Linked DNA regions of Hordeum vulgare: region 1 is linked to region 2. A link is a contact called in public Hi-C data. All regions are on one chromosome and are shown on one strand. The core of a region is the stretch at or near the end of the contact, and the rest is flanking DNA. Distances in the headings are between cores, read along the strand shown. Region 1 has its middle 29 kb from the start of LOC123409647. Region 2 holds the start of LOC123407869.

Region 1 (4,964 bases), core at 221-2,720, 34 kb after region 2:
AGCGCACCACCTCCCATACTTCTGTGGACCATCATTGACGACGCCAAGCTTTGGGTCACCGGGGGTGCCAAAAAATTAGGGTTTATTTTAATAAGCGAGTAATTGTCATACAGAGCATGTGAACGACCTATAACACTATAAAACTCTTCTTTCATACTTCCGTGGGCCATCATGCGGAGTATTTAATGAATGAGGCAAATGTTTTAGCTTCGTTTAAAAAAAGCCTCTTTTAGAAATGAGTTGCAAAGTGCTTGCTCTGCTTTGCTATAAAATACAGTATAATTAAGAAATTACTTTGGTTCTCGCAAACGCAGCTGGACCAAACACGGCATCAAGTCGAGACAACCTCTACAGCGGATGTGGTGGTGGATCAGTTGCATACCCATCATAAAATAATTGCTAGCTATGCTTATGGCACAAAATCCATGTCACTGTCACCATGCATGGCTAACCATATACTCCCTCCGTACCTAAATATAAGTCTTTTAAGATATCTCATTAGGTGTCTACATGCGGAGCAAAATGAGTGAATCTATACTTTAAAGTATGTCTATATACATCCGTATGTAGTTCATTAGTGAAACCTCTAAAAAGACTTATATTTAAGAACGGAGGGAGTACATACCAGATAGGGATCCGTCATCCATGGTGTGTCACTCTATGCAACACATGACAGCAATGGTGTCACGTTTTTTCAAAATACAATATGAATGCCATCACAACATTTAGTATACATTTTTTTAATAATTACTTTATTTTTTATACCGTCTGAATTTTTTTCAAACAATACTTGAAACGTACGTTGTACGTGCGCGTTTAATAGTCATGCAAAACGAAAGATGATAGAAAGCACACGGCAGGTCGAAAGGGAAGGGAGAAAAGGGCCTCCGTGTTTTTCCGTATGGATAGAAATGCAAAACCAATCGACAAATGAGAACCCCGGCCGAACTTTCACAAGCTAAACCTCCCAACTGGGTGAAAGGTTTCCTCCATACACTGTTCAAAAAAAAAGTTCATACGACACGCGTTGACGGACGGACAGGATCGAGGCCATGATACATGTCTGTCTATTAATTCCCGTGACGGTGACGGCGACGGCGACTCTGCTCGGCAAAAAGGTGCACCTTGCAGACGCCGTTCATACGACACCCGTTCGGAGACCCTCGACTCTGCGACTTTGGTCCCTGAGCAGACAAAGCTGTGGTTAAAATTCGTGAAGCGGCTGCACATGTGCTCTATAAACTCTCAAATTTTGAGGGATTACCGAACGAGTCTAAAATATCCTGCCTCCCAGCAAGCGCCGTTGGTTTGGTTTCACTACCCTGCCGTCGAAGGAGCCTACAACGCGATCAACACAAGACATCCCATGCGTGTTCCACGCGCAAAATGCACATCTCATGTAGTGCTAGACTTCAGACTAGGGTAGCGCTAGCTTCAGTCTTTGATCACGTGAAAGTCTTTTTTCAGCTCGCGTATGTACGTGGTGGCGCCATCCATTCATTTCGATCTCATCTCATCTGATCAGTCCGGCGATACTGTTGTGCCGTCCATTTAATCAATCAATCAATCAATCGATGCTCTTGCAAGTACTACTAAAAAATCTTTATTTAATTCCTCCAATTTGGTGCATATGTAAAGGCAACTTCAACGCCCCAATCTAAACAGACAACGTTTTTGTCTGTTTTTTTGTCCGTTTGGATCATTCGCCGACCTGTTCATATTCATTTTTTTAAAAGAATCAACACATGCATCCAACGAGAAGTAAATGGATAACAACACTGTAACAATGAAATAAAAAAAAGAGGTGGGTGAGGATAGACCAACAGTAAAATAATAAAAAAAGATGGATGAGGATAGACCGACGAATTAAATAAGTAGGCAGAGGTGGATGGGTGTTTATGTGACAAGTGGATCAGGCCTAACAATGCGGACGACGCAGGCACAGAAAACGTTCGCTTTTGTGTCCGCCGATCCAAATACAACCCAAATTTGCATCAGAAATGGGTCCGCGCGGACACAAAATAAAAATTAGTCTCTGTGTTGGATCACCGCTTTTGTCCGTGCCAACCTCTAGGGACACGGGCGGACGAAATGGATCCTCCCGTTGGGTTGTTCTAATGGCATTACTTAACTTATTATGTTTTCTTGGTGCCCCACGATCAACACCATGCACATTCAGGACCCGTTTGAAATCGGTGTAAACTTATACATTGGAATTTAATCTACAGGTGTATATTAACGGCCATAGGTCTGTATCAATTACACCGGTATTTAGGACCCAATAGACAATCCAAGCGCGGCCTCAGGTATAACAATCATGCATACCATTTGCAGCCACAAAACAGGGACAGGGCCGGCTAAAACAAGCTTCTGAAAACTGTACCATCTTACAAACACTGTATCACAAACTCTTGTTCCAGCGTTTCCGCGGGGAACAGCCACACCCACACGGCGGGTCCATGTTAAACCAACTGAATCCCCGGATCCAGACGACATAGAGCAGCAAAGGAACAGTAACATAGTTTTTTCAGAGCCATGAGCAGCCCTGACAAGTAGGCAAGGCGAGACATGTTACACAAAGTGAGCAAAATGTATATTAAAACCTGCCTTCTTGTAGGCGAGGCAACCACATCAGCACGCACCAAGTCCATGCGACAGAAATCGCAACCGCCTTTTGACCTCTGAGGACGAGGGTGTCCGTCTGATAATGACTCTCCGATCCATCGACTCTGTGCAACACAATGCAGGAATTAGTTAGGCGATGCGGAAGGACTTTCAGTCCAGATTGAACAGATTCAGTAGTTCAAAAACAAGCAAAATTGGACAGACTACAATGGTGGGCTACATAGTGTAGAGAGAATTACAGGCAGAAGCAGAACATCGTTTGTGTTCCATTGGAGATGCTCATCCCAGCTGAATTTGAAATTCTGTAACTGTAAACACTCGGCCCTTACGTGTTTAACGCCATAACTTGCGCAGTGCATGTTGGATCAATAGCCAGGCAGAGGCATCTATAAGCTCAACATAACACTTCCTAAACAACGGGCCAATAGCTCCTGTGCACGTCTTTTCTGGAAATTGGATGAAATGAGACGCTGTTCGACAGCATGGCTTGGGAGCGACACTTTTGAGCGAGTAAATAGCTCCTGTGCGACATGGTCCTTAAGCTGAACTGATATCCTCATTAGCTGTTATGGGTTGGACCCACAACGTATCCACGTAAGCACGGGACCCACCACTTGTCCAGTAAGCGCGGGACCTACCTCGTCGCGGCTAGAAGAGATTCCGCCCGTGCCCGTCCGTGCGCCGCCGCCCATTGCTTTCCCCTTTCCCCATTCTTCCTCGGGTCTCCGGCGACCTAGTGCAGATGTCCACCTCCTCCGCCACGCAATCAAACTGGCGTCAGTATGGTCCAGTGATGCTCACAAGGTGCCCTAACTGCCCACGCCCAGAGCCTCTCAAACGGTTGGTCACTAAGACGGATGAGAATGGCAATCTTGGGCGGGAGTTTCTGAAATGCTTGAGCAAACCAATGGCAGGAAGGGATGGCAAGGTTAGATCTCGGTTCTAAGCCCGTTCTTTCGCTGTTGTTTGCTCTGGTTTCTCCATATTTTGTTTTTTCTCCTCGAATTTGAGATTTAGGGTTCATTTTGTGGTTTTCAGATCCTGAAGAAATGCACACATTTCGAGTGGACTGATGAATATGTTCAGAGGATTAAATCCGAGGGCTACATTGATTCTAGCGTGGCCGCAACCTGGGAGCTCAATTTGGGCGGGGTGCCGCAGATGGAGAATTGGGGGAGCTCGGACAGAGGGGCGGGCATAGTTGTGCCGATGACGAGGTACTTGGAGTCTGAACTGACCGATGAACTGAAGAAGATCAAGAAAAATCAAAGGGAGATGATTGATTTGCAGAAGCAAGCAAATATCATGGCAGTGTTTTTTTTATTGCTGTGTCATTGCTCTATATATGTTTTACTTGCTATTCATCGTCATTAGAGGGGGCATTTAGGTCTGTCCAGGGTAGATGATGTGATCTGTGCGCCATGACAAGTTCATGTATCTTAAATGAATCAGCAATTTGGAACACAAATTATTCAGTGTTTATGTTGTGTTTCCTCTGTTTTTGTTCTTGAGTTAATAGAGTACACACCCAAATTCAGTTTCTAGTAAATAAAACAAAATTGGGCTGCCGAGTGCGAGACCAAACAAAGTTCAGTTTCAGTAGAAAAAAAATTATTCGTGGGCTGGCGAATAGATGTTGGGCGATGACGCTGAAGTTGAGGAATAACCAGGCCCAAAGGTGTAATTTACAGAGCTAGTACTGATTTCTGTACAGAGCTAGTACTGATTTACAGAGATGTTTGGGCCGTTTGGAATCGGTGTATTCTAATACACCCGTATTAGTTTTACAACTGTATTTTACTGGTCATGTATGATTTTCAATAGAAAATAAAAACGACGGATTATGGTCTGTATATTTTACACGTGTAACAGGGTTGAAAACGACAATCCAATCGCTGCCGAGAAAACACAACATCATCTACGACAATCCAAGTTCATGTATCTTAACAGGGTTGAACATCTGTATTATTTACAAACATGGCCTAAGTGACCGGTAAGATACAAGTGTAAAATAAACACCTATTTATTTAATTACAACCATTCCAAACACGGCCTAAGGCCTTTTTTGGTTAGGATACAATCCACATGGATCAGAGCCCGATCCACGTGGTCAATTTGTTTCTATGTAGAAGATCTGTATTATTTACAAGTGTATTATCTACGGGCCCATTATCTACAGAGCTAGTACTGATTTCATCCACGGGGCGCAGCAGAATCGCGTGTGATGCGTGGAACAGGGGCTGGAACAGATCCACACGAGGAACGTCTTGTGACTGCTCCTTTTCTGCCCCTTAGTCGCTGCGGCTGCGCCTCTCCATTGCCCCCTCCATTGCTGCCTT
Region 2 (5,021 bases), core at 1,604-4,103:
TTGTGTTATCCACTAACCAACCTATACTTATGTGAGGAAATGTCTACTTCGGTGGCTGCATGTACTATATTGGTGCTACAGTATCACATAGTGACACTTCTTTTTTCTAGTTGGTGGGTTAGTGCTTGGGATTGATAGGTTTTCATGAGCCAGTTGTTGTTGGTTGATTTGAAAAAAAGTTGGCTTGGTCAAAATCGTAAAACAAATCCGAAATTGAATACCTCAGTTGAATCAAAGAGGTTCAAAATTAGGAAACATATAGTGAACTAAAAGAACTGAATGGGAGAGATCCTTGAGAAATTATTGACACGATTAAAATTGAGTGACCCAATTCTAAATTGAAGATCTCAATTAATTGTGTGGCCTTAGAAAATAGGAAACATAGTGTATAGAGAATGTGAGAGTTCTAGAAATTGTTGACCCGGTCAAAATCAGATGACCCAATTCCAATTGAAGAGCTCAAATGAATGTGGGCCTTTTAAAATTAGGGAGCATAGTGTTATAAAAGGATTCCTTCCCTCGGTGATCCTAATCGAGTCCCATGGTGATGACGGCAGCCTTCTGGGACGCAACGACAGGCGAAACCGGAAGGGATCGACTCGTCCCCATGCCAGCCAGATCTCCTCGAGCTTCAGCATCGCCATTGATGTGAATCTGGCTGATGCCCACATCGATATCTTCATGAACTCCTTATAGCTTGGCAAAGATGCCATCCAATTTAGCAGAATTTTCGTCGGACATCTTGTGGACACCCTTGATGGTCAATTGCAGTGATCAACAAGCTTGCGATCGATGTCGTCAACGAAGCTGCTCTAAAGCAAATCATAGATGTGCCTTCTGTTAATTGTCAACTCCTCCATTGTTTGTCATGGCCAGCTAACCTTATGGTGGGTGTAGTGGTTGTGGCCCGGCAACGCCAAAATGCGATTCTAAATACCATATTATTAGCACTACTAGTTGAGCTACAGGGTCATGGCTATGTTGGATTGAATTCGATCTAGGGTTTGCATTTCAGGTGAATACCGCCCAACCCCCCCCCCCCCCCCCCCCTCACTCCTGCTCTAAGATTACAAGTCATCTGAATGGCCTTTCTTCTCCGCCAAGTTCTCCTTTCTACAACCAAGTAGTTTCTTTTAAGGAAGGGTAGCTAGTTTAATAGGTAAACAGATACATGGCCCACAAGTCGCGCCTGTTGGACAAACTACTCTCATGGGCCAGCCCACCGGCCCATTTCCGCCCTTTGAATCATTGTTTGCACAGCGTCAAAGAAAATAATCCTCTTTATAATCCTCTTTCGTGCTTGGAAACCGGCCAGTGCGATCCCATGGGAGGGAGGTTTACGAAACAACGAAGATGATACCATGGCTGTTCAACGACCGACCGAACTCAAATTTTTTTTTTGAAACCACATATCATCATTATTCAACAATATACTGGATACAGATACAAACATACAGGAAAACATAGCCCTAGAAACTATGCAAAAGGAACCCTGATAAAACGATTTAAACAGAAAGGTCCTTTGAAATCCTTGCAAACAACTAACTCTTTAGCCATCGCCAACTCCCCAGCGTCATCGCGACGCACGCTGGAAACAGAGGGAAGCCTCGAACAACCCCAGATCCAGGCCACCACCATCGCCAATGAGACTTTGCGAGCCGATGAACAGGCCCAGTGCTTGCAACGAGGTACATGTCGATGTGCCATGTCGGCCGAGGGTTGTTTCCATGATTATTCAGATCTGGACGAACTCAAGTTAGGATGAATACGAGGAGTGGAGGCCGAGGCCGGTGGTATTGTCTCGCTTAGTCGCTTGAATGCAACTGCGGTTCGCCCCTGTTTTTGTGAAAGAAAGGGAAGCACAGAGGAGGATTTTTCTTAGGGCGAAAGCTCCACCAGCGCACACGGTGGATGGCGACGGCCGACGGGAGATGGTTCCACACCCACACCACCCAAGCCAAATGTAAACTTCGTTCATCCACAGTTCCCCACCCAAAAGAAAATCCCCAGCACCAACGCTTCATCTCCGTGTACACGTACGTATCTGCTGCCTTGAATCCAGAAGCGATGGAACATTAAAATGGAGTGATTGATTCTTATCTTATATGTATATAAGTACATGGTGCAGTTGCTACTCCTCAGTACGTATCCCAGGCCGTATAACTGAACTGCTTTTACAGATGTAGCCATTCAGTCTCGCTGAGAGAAGAAGAAAAACCAGAGAGAGACAGAAGCTACGTAAAGTTAACAAGGACGGTCGCTACTACTAGTACGATTCAGGACTTCAGGCGGTGGCGACGGCTCGGGAGGCCGGCGTCGGGGAGGGCGGCAGGCGCGAGCTGAAGTTTCTGTGCCGGAAGGCGGCGTCCTCCGCGTCGGCGTCGCCATCGTCGCTGCCGCTGTCGTCGAAGTTGAGCGCGTAGCTGAGCGGGTCGTACCTGAACTCCCCCGCGGGCACCACGCGCCGTCTCCACCTGGTTCTGCCTGCGCCGGTGTGCGGCGACGGCGAGCCGAAGCAGCCGCACATGGTGGTCCGCAGCTTGTGGCGCAGCGACGGCGGCGAGTAAGGCGGCGAAGAATCCACCTCATCCATGGAGTCTGCCTTGGTAGTGTGGTTGAGCTGGATGTGGGGGAGAAGAGATGAGCCGTGTGGTGTGAGTGAGGAGTGAGGAGGTGGAGGCGGGGATTGGCAATGGCTCGATGAAGAAGGTAGGTCGATCGGGGAAGGCGTGACTAAATAGGGATGAGGGAAGAGGACGCATAGGGATTGACAGGGCAGGCGACGGCGTGAAGGGCGAGAGACGCGCAGACGAAGCCGTCGTAGCGCACGCGTGCGGACCCGAGGGTGGTTCCGGGATTGCGCGGTTGCTTCATACTACTTGGACGGAGGGAGGTGGATGAGGACGATGACAACGGTCGGTCCACGTGCCGTGCAAGCTGTCGTATGCTCACCACTAATAACGGTCGCTTAGCTGGCAGCTAAGCTCAGACTTAGGCCCTGTTTCTTTAAAAAGTTCTAGGATTTTTTTAGTCTCAACTAAAAAAGTCTCTAGTCCCTATCCGTTTCTTTCTAAGGACTAAATATGGACTAGGGGTTATTAAATGACATGTAAAAAGACCATATTACCCCTAATAATATACTACTCCTAGATGTAACATAGTCATGCTAAAAGTTATTAAATGACATGCTAAAAGTAGGGGTACTGTTGCAAAAAGTGTCAAAAAAGTCCTAAAAAGTTCCTTCCATAGGGATTTCTTCATTTAGTCCAAAATACCTGCTTTTAGTCCCTAAAAGCCCCTCATGTTTCTTTCACATGAGACTATACACCCAAAAGTCTCTAGAAAGAAATATCCCTTAGCTATGTCATTTTTACAGGCTTTTTCTTTTGGGAAATGTTAACCATGATGGACCGTTGTCGTTGAGGCCGGTCACCCGTTCAGCGTCGGTTTAGTTGAAGATTTGGGTCGACAGTGTGTCTAACGCAATCGATCAACATTTGCCGGTTGGCCATCCTCTAAAAAAAATGTGCACACGAGTCATAATAGTGGTCTATCGAGGATAGATACCGTCATCCAGGTAGTATCCTTTGTCGTAGTTCTGGTCGTTGATGGTAACCATTCATCAGTGCGTACGATTCAACGTCGTAAGGTGTTCCGGGTTCGAGCAACGGAACAACGGCGGTTGTATATTAAGGTGGTGATGGACCAACATGACAACCAAGATCTCCTCATCATCATCGAAGGAGGAATCGTCGGAGTCGCAAAGAAAAATGTGGAAAAAAAACTCGTTGACGGAGTCCATTTTGCACTTGGTAAACTGTCGAACATCTTGTGGGCGACGTCGAAGGAGCTGACCGGTGAAGAGACGCGCGCCTCCCTTGGACCAGGTGGCTGGCCTGGAGAAGTCCCGACGGTGCGACGGTGATGGCGGCGAGGTGGCGACGTTTGGGGTAGGTGTGTCGGCACCAGCAAATGGGTGACGACGACGATGCGGCGAAGAAGGGCAATGGTTTCTTGTCGATATGGATGAAAGAGGATGATCAATGTGTCACCGACTAACGGGCCAGGGGGAGGATAGATGGGCACCGCGTGCGTTTGTTTCGTGTCCACGTCGGCGCAAATCAGGCTCAACAATGGGTCGAGAATGAGTCGGCAGACGGACAAAAGCGAACGCACATCTGTTTGGGTCGGCGCTTTGGGCAGACCTTTTTATCCGCCACCACCCAAATGAACGCGCACGGATGAAATGGGTCGGCTCGTTTAAGTTGCTCTAACGCGATCAAATCAAGCGTCAATCCGACACTATTTTCTTCTTCCCTTTCAAGATCAACATCTGAAACTGACGCGGATCGTACGCCGTACCTCTATTTTTACGTTCTCATCATCATATACAAAACAAAAGATACTAATAGAAAGCTCATGGCCGAAAGCAAGGGGTAAAAGTTCCTCCGTGTTTTTTGTATGTATTGTATGGACAGAATAGAAGGAATCGGTTGATCTGAACGCCGGCCGAATCGGATGCCAAACCTCCCTGGTCTGCCGGGTGAAAGGTTTCCTACGGACACGATCCAGGCCTTTTAATTCCCGTGACGGCGACGGCGACGGCCACTCTGCTCGAGTGAACGCCCTGCTCAGTCAAAACGTGCACGTCGCCGAAGCAGAAAAATATCCTGCATGCCTCCGCGTGCAACTGCAAGCGCCGTTGGTTTGGTTTCCGTGTCCTCGACGCAGCCTGCAAACGCGACCAACACAACAAGCACCAGACATCTCGTGCGTGTTACATGCGCACAATGCACATCCCGTATCCTCATACAGTGCTAGTACACGGTAGGACAGTGCTACCTTTAGCATGGCTTCAGGCATGAATGAACACGTGAAGGTTTTCTGCTCGCGTGGTGGCGCTATCCATTCATTTTCCAGCCGATGATCTTAGCTCATCTGGTCAGTCCAACCACCGCTGATGGTGCAACGCCCATTTAAATCAGTCACTCGATCGATGCTCAGGCTCAGCAAAGCCGGAG

What was found. Hi-C and Micro-C count contacts between places; a contact is called where the count stands out from the background.
Region 1: a Hi-C map of leaf shows a contact between it and region 2, with 4 times the contacts expected there. The contact joins the enhancer-like site here to the promoter of LOC123407869 in region 2. A contact is called at or near these places in 2 of 6 Hi-C or Micro-C datasets (leaf and seedling).

Annotation. Positions count from the first base shown.
Region 1 is chr7H:613,200,296-613,205,259 of MorexV3_pseudomolecules_assembly, forward strand. No RefSeq gene overlaps it. Among protein-coding and RNA genes, the nearest start is that of LOC123409647, 29 kb to the left of the region's middle. Within about 2 kb of position 1,471, at least 2 of the 3 cell types and tissues checked have open chromatin away from gene starts, as enhancers often do. A contact at or near this core is called in leaf, where this site is marked.
Region 2 is chr7H:613,164,930-613,169,950 of MorexV3_pseudomolecules_assembly, forward strand. LOC123407869 reads right to left here and starts at 2,854. Exons shown (of 1, transcript XM_045101105.1): 1 at 2,133-2,854. The coding sequence starts at 2,593. The coding sequence ends at 2,285.